2 separate regions of the Pan troglodytes genome follow, and region 2 is linked to region 1. The links are chromatin contacts, called in public Hi-C maps. All regions are on one chromosome and are shown on one strand. Each heading gives the region's core, a stretch centred on a gene start, on an enhancer-like site or on the middle of the called end of the contact. The rest is flanking DNA. Distances are from core to core; before and after follow the strand shown. Region 1 holds the start of MYO5A (myosin VA). Region 2 has its middle 32 kb from the start of ATOSA.

Region 1 (3,210 bases), core at 358-2,857:
CTCAGTCCAGTGCTCCTTCCGTTCCGCTGGTCGTCACTGCACACGTTTCCTCTTTTTATGTCTGGGTGAAGAAAGAGTGGGTCCCAGAAACATGAAAGCGATTTGGTTTTGCAATGGGAAGGAACAGAGACAAATCTGTAGGACTTTCGACTCAGTAGACATTCCCTCTAGCATTTCTGAGGGGATTGTGGGCGAAGAGGAGAGGTCTGAGTTCCACGGAGTAAGGACTGGCCCCCTGTTCCTTTCAGTGAACGGTCTTTCTCCAAATACACACGCACACAACACACACAACCGGGGGCCTCAGCCATGAGAGTTGTTCGTGATAGAAATGGTCTACCAGATTACCATGACAGGCACTGGGGACCAGTTGTAGTTCAAAGAAACAAGAGATGAGGGCACTACAAAGAGGCAGGGATTAAACAAACAAAAACAGCAACAACAACAACGACAACAACAAAGAATGAAGATTATTCAACCAGAAACGACAATGAGGGTGGGGAGAAGATAGAGGATGAAGACAGCGCAGGGTTGGGAGTAGAAAGACCACATTCTTGTGCTGGATGTCCAAGGATCACCGTGAGGAGAGTGAGGGCGGCTTTGCCCTTTTGATGCTGAGTTAAACTGTAATACAGATTTTCCATGTAAGTACTCCGTCATTTTCAGGTGGCAACCGGATAAACTTCAGGTGCCACCATGAAGCCGACAATCACCAGGAGAGAACAGGACGGGAAGAAGGCTGGGACAGAAGGGTAGTTGCATCTCCGCAAAGGCACAGGTCTAGGAAAGAGGCACCTGGGCTGTCCCCTGGGCTATCTCGTTTCAAAGTCACTTAAGTTTCTGTAGCTTAGAAGCGGCCCTTGCCCTCTGGTATCGGGAGACGGCTTTGCTGCAGACATCGAGGTGCTCGGAATGACCTTGGTGATCAACCTTAACCTGAAATTCCCGGTCCTGCATTGCCCATCTCCCGGGTCACTGCTGCTGACAAGGCTCTTCTACAGTTCTGGGTTATTCTACAGTCTTTCAAGAGGGCTTCCCCTAAATCCTCTCCCTAGGAATGCTTGGAAGGACGGGAGGAGCAGCCTGGAGGCTCCCGTCGTTTACTCGGACACAGTAACAGCCCCTGCCATGGCTGCGCTACCGCGGGAGCTAGGCTCCGCAGCAGAGGGCCCCGGGCTCGCTTCGGGGTGGGGGCGCCCGGGGTGTGCCGCGCCCTCGGGGCCCATGTCCCGGGCGGGTTTCCGGGCCTCGGCAGCGCGCGAGGCGGCGGCGGCGCCGGCTGGCAGGCTAATGATGATGATGCTCTGTGCTCGTAGCCGATGGGAGGCAGCGTGAGCCCGAGAGAGCCCAGAGCAGCCGCTGTGGCAGCGCTGGAGCGCAGCCTCCTCCCGCTCCCATAATGCACAGGGCGGCGGCGGTGGCGGCGGCGGCAGCGGAGGCAGCATCGCGGGCCGCCGAAGTGGCTGCGGCGGCGGCGGCGACCCCTAGGACCCCGGGCAGGTGGAGCGCTCGCGGCTGCTCGCGGCGAGCCCGGGAGTGATGGCGAGGCCCTTGCGGGCGGCCAGCGCCTGAGGCGCCCCGCCCCGCCCCGCCCCGCCCCGCGCGGCCCGCCCCGCCCGGCCCTGCCCTGCCCTGCCCTGCTCCCTGCCGGCGGCTGCGGGCGCTTCCTAGTCCGCTCGGGCGGCCGCCCAGGCGAGGTGCGGCCTCCGCACAGGCGGGGGGCGTAGGCGCGCGGGGCCCGCCATGGCTGCGTCGGAGCTCTACACAAAGGTAAGGCACCCCGCGGCCGGCGTCGAGGACTGGGGCTGTGCGGCCCTCGCCGCCAGCTGTCAGGCTGGGGAGGGGGCGGGAGCGCTGGGCCCAGGCGAGCCCCACCAGCGCCATCCCCTTCAGCGCCTCAGAACCCTCGGCCCTACCAGCCGGTCGCCCGCTGCGGCACCTTCCTCTTTCGGGCGAGATGGTGAAGGCGGCGGAAGGTGGCCCGCCTCGGGGGTCTCCCAGGCCCCTGCCGCGCTGCTCGAGCTGGGGGCAGAGCGGGCTTCGGAGTGGAAAGGGGGCCCATGTGGATTTAGCAGGGCGGGCGTGCCTCCCCTCCTGCTTGGCTTTGGAAAATTCCCGGCGGGTGGGAGATGCTTGCTCCAGTAGATCGGATGGGTTCTCTCGTGGGGACACGCGCTTAAAATAACGTCTTGTGTTGGTATGCAGTGCCGCTTCTACCGCCAGCTAGCCTTTCTGTGAGGTTATTTTGAATCCTGCAAACGGTGGCCGTATCACCTTTAGCTCCCCAGTTTAGCTGCGCTGGGGGTGGCGAGCCCCGGGGAAAGATGCTGCCGGATGAACGCGAGCTGATTCACCGGCTGGGAGGGTCGGTACTCATTTATCGCTGGGAGTTTGCAACCTGCGTGTAATCCCGCAGAGCCTTGTTAGGCTCCATGTCTTTCCCATCCTCTGGGGCAAGCCTTTCCCTTCTGGGTTTGGTTTAAGGGAAGTGGCAGTCTTTTCTTAGACTGACATCAATATACTCAGGGTCTGGCGATCTCTGAATGACATATTATGGAGAACTGTCACTTGAGTGCTGCGCAGATTTGTGATGACCTTTGTGAATATATGTAATCATGGCATTTTATACTATACACTCATGTGTAGGTAGATATTTTGCCAGATATTGATTACTTCTACATGCAGTTAATAGAGTTGCCTTTTCACATTAGCTTTTGCAACACAACTTTCATTTAGGGTCCTGTAATCACTGGAATCATTGTTTCCAAATGTGACTGAAGTCCAGGGCCCAAGTTGCAGTGTGTTTTATAGAGGAAAGAAGACTGGGCATCAAGAGACCTGGATTCAAGCCGGGACTTACTAACTGTGACCTTGGACAAGTCACTTAACATCTCTGGTTCGATTTCCTAATGAGTAAATGCGGTTAATTATACTTGCCTTGCATCCCTTACAAGCTGTTGTGAGAATCAAACTTAATAATCGTTGTGAAAGCTTTTTGTAACCTATGAATTTCTCTGCAAATATGAGATATATGATTAATTTCTTCAACCATGAAATGAGCTTGCATGAAACATTGTCTGAGACCTCTTTCTAGTTTTAGATTTAACGACTGTACAGTTGGAACTTCTCTCTCAACCTGGTAATTTCTTTAGGCATTGTAGATCTCTAACATATGAACGAATGCAATTGGAAACTGATTAAAAGTAACTTAAA
Region 2 (3,210 bases), core at 298-2,797, 210 kb before region 1:
GGTCTCAAACTCCTGGGCTCAAGCAATCCTCCCACCTCGGCTTCCCAAAGTGTTGGGATTACAGGCGTGAGCCACCACACCCAGCCCCCTGATTGTTTTTGACAAATGCCTCAGGAATTGATGGAAACTGAGTTGAGACAGGAATAACACACGGTGGTCACAAGAGAACAGAAAATTCCAGGCAGTAGTTTCGCATGGCTAAGCAAAAGGTAACTGTCAGAATAGCTGCAGGGTTGTGAACCAAGCTGGCTAAGACTAACTGGACCCAACATGGCACTGGATTTGACCTAGGTTTCTCCTAGGAATTCATTGTATGCTCATTAACATACTCAATCACATGCCCATCGGTACCATAACAGTTACGGGAATACCTGTATTTGGTGTAAAAATGAGTGGCACCAGAGTTCCAAGAAATCTCTACTTTTTTCCAGGAATCTTCATGAATATTCCACCCCTTTGGTGAAAGAAACCCATGAAGATAGAAACCACAAACCCCATTGTAAGACTCTCTCTTGAGTATGCACACTCCCCTTTTTTTGAGTTTTCCCTTTATAATAAATCTCCATGCTTTCCCTGTTTTCTGACTCATCCTTGAATTCCTTCTCATGATGATGTCAACATTCTGGACACTGCTGGGGTCAAGGTCCCACCTGCTTTTGTGGGCCTCCCTCAGCCCACTGGCATCAGAGCCAGGTAAAATGTTTAAAAGCCCTGTGAATGGAGGTTCCCAGAGAACTTCCCGATAAGTCAAAGAATGACCACGATCTGAGAACGGTGTTTTGAGAGAGCACCAAACCCCTTGTGCCGTCCCCCTCCCCCTCCAGAGGCTGCCAGGCTGTTAGTTTTTAAGGAGACTGCAAAGCTGGGGAGGAGGGTGTATGAGTCCATTCTCACACTGTTATAAAGATACTACCCGAGACTGAGTAATTTATAAAGGAAGGCGGTTTAATTAACTCACAGTTCCACATGGCTAGGGAGGCCTCAGGAAACCCAGTCATGGCAGAAGGGGAAGCAAGGAAGCAGGCACCTTCTTCACATGGTGGCAGGCAAGAGACAGAGTGAGGAGTGAAGGAGGAAGAGCCCCTTATGAAACCATCAGATTTTGTGAGAACTCACTCACTATCATGAGAACAGCATGGGAGACCATCCCCCATGATCCAGTCACCTCCCACCAGCTCTCTCCCTACACACGTGGGGATTATGGTGATTACAATTCAAGATGATATTTGGGTGGGGACACAGCCAAACCGTTGAAACAGCTCCATTGTCTGGAGTAAATACCTGGGGTTCATTGTCTCACGCCAAGAAAAGTAAGGACACAGTCACACACAAGGAGTGGGTTTAGCACTGCAAAGTCTAATAGACAAAGAAGAGGAAAGGGAGAGAAAGATTTCTCATTTTGAGAAAGCAGGTCACCCAAGAGAGGGTTTCCAGGTTTGGGGTGGAACGTGATTGATTTTGTAGAGAGGCTTTAGGAGGCAGTGATCCAGTTACACAGGGCCCAGGGGATTGGTTTGACTAGGTGTGTCATTTACATAGCCTACGGAGAAACTGGCCCTCCCACCCTAATCGTTTATTATGCAAATGTGACTTCTACCTGGCTGTCACCGTGACACCTGCACACGTGGCTTTACCTGGCTGATGCCATGAAACACGCACATATGGTGACAAAGAAAAGGGAGCGGGAATCACCATATTGAATGTACCTGGCTTCCAGATACACCTGCTGGCATTTACATATGCAAGCACCTAGCTTGCATATCTATGCCTGAAGCTTGATTTTTCAGGCTGCTTTCTGTTAGTGAAGAAGTGGTTTGGGGGCTGCTTTTTATTAAAGGAAAATTCCACTGAGAACTCTTTTACCTGCTCTAACTGACTGGAATAATTTCTTAGTAACTCCTGTATTACCATATCAGAGGGGATAGGAATAGCCCAAGTTAAAATTTTCACTCACGTCTGTGTGAAGAGACCACCAAACAGTCTTCGTGTGAGCAATATGGCTGTTTATTTCACCTGGGTGCAGGCGGGCTGAGTCCGAAGAGAGAGTCAGTGAAGGGAGATAGGGGTGGGGCCGTTTTATAGGATTTGGGTAGGTAAAAGAAAATTACAGTCAAAGGGGGGTTGTTCTCTGGCGGGCAGAGTGGGGGTCACAAGGTACTCAGTGGGGGAGCTTTTGAGCCAGGATGAGCCAGGAGAAGGAATTTCACAAGACAATGTCATCAGTTAAGGCAGGAACAGGCCATTTTCACTTCTTTTGTGGAGGAATGTCATCAGTTAAGGCAGGAACTGGCGATCTGGATGTGTACGTGCAGGTACGTGCAGGTCACAGGGGATATGATGGCTTAGCTTGGGCTCAGAGGCCTGACATTCCTGTCTTCTTTATTAATAAGAAAAATAAAATGAAATAGTGGTAAAGTGTTGGGGCGGTGAAAATTTTGGGGGGTGCTATGGAGAGATAATGGGCGATGTTTCTCAGGGCTGCTTCGAGCGGGATTAGGGGCGGCGTGGGAACCTAGAGTGGGAGAGATTAAGCTGAAGGAAGATCATGTGGTAAGGGGTGATATTGTGGGGTTGTTAGAAGAAACACGGCTTAGGAGGAATCCCGGGCTGTGGGCATTCCTTGGCCCAGTGGCCAAATTTCTGGCAGGTGTAGCAAGCTCCTGTGGGAGGAGGTTCTGGAGGAATGCTTGGCTGCTGCGGTTCAGGCATTTGGAAGTTCTTGTGTGCTGGAGATGTGGCTGGGGTTTGTCTCACAGTGGAGGCAAGGAATTGCAACTTTTTTCTATTATTGTACACCTTGAAGGCGAGGTTAATTAAATCCTGTTGTGGGGTTTGAGGGCCGGAAGGAGTTTTATTTAAAGTCGGGAGCGGATTGGGTAATAAAATGTATATTGAGAATAAGATGGCCTTTTGACCTTTTAGGGTCTAGGGCTGTAAAGCATCTCAGGGTTGCTGCCGAATGAGCCATGAACTGGGCTGGGTTTTTTATATTTGATGAAAAAGAGCCTAAACGCTAACTGATTTGGGACAGGTCGGATAAAGAAAAAGGAGCATTAACCTAGACTATGCCTTTAGCTTCAGCCACCTTTTTAAGAAGAAATTGCTGGGCAGGTGGGGGAGGGCTACTCATGGAATGAAACTGTAAACCGGACCAGGTGTGAGGAGGGGAGGTGATAAAAAGATTATAGGGTGGAGGAGCGGAGGCTGAGG

Evidence for each region. A called contact is a pair of places that touch in the nucleus more often than the background predicts.
Region 2: a contact with region 1 is called in a Hi-C map of induced pluripotent stem cells, with 2.9 times the contacts expected there. The contact joins the enhancer-like site here to the promoter of MYO5A in region 1. A contact is called at or near these places in 1 of 7 Hi-C or Micro-C datasets (induced pluripotent stem cells) and 1 of 1 datasets of contacts at active chromatin or transcription factors (stem cell-derived excitatory neurons).

Annotation. Positions count from the first base shown.
Region 1 is chr16:44,516,075-44,519,284 of NHGRI_mPanTro3-v2.0_pri, reverse strand. MYO5A (myosin VA) reads left to right here and starts at 1,607. Exons shown (of 40, transcript XM_009429146.5): 1 at 1,607-1,767. The coding sequence starts at 1,741.
Region 2 is chr16:44,729,143-44,732,352 of NHGRI_mPanTro3-v2.0_pri, reverse strand. No RefSeq gene overlaps it. Among named protein-coding and RNA genes, the nearest start is that of ATOSA, 32 kb to the right of the region's middle. Within about 2 kb of position 1,547, at least 1 of the 24 cell types and tissues checked has an H3K27ac peak or open chromatin away from gene starts, as enhancers often do. A contact at or near this core is called in induced pluripotent stem cells, where this site is marked.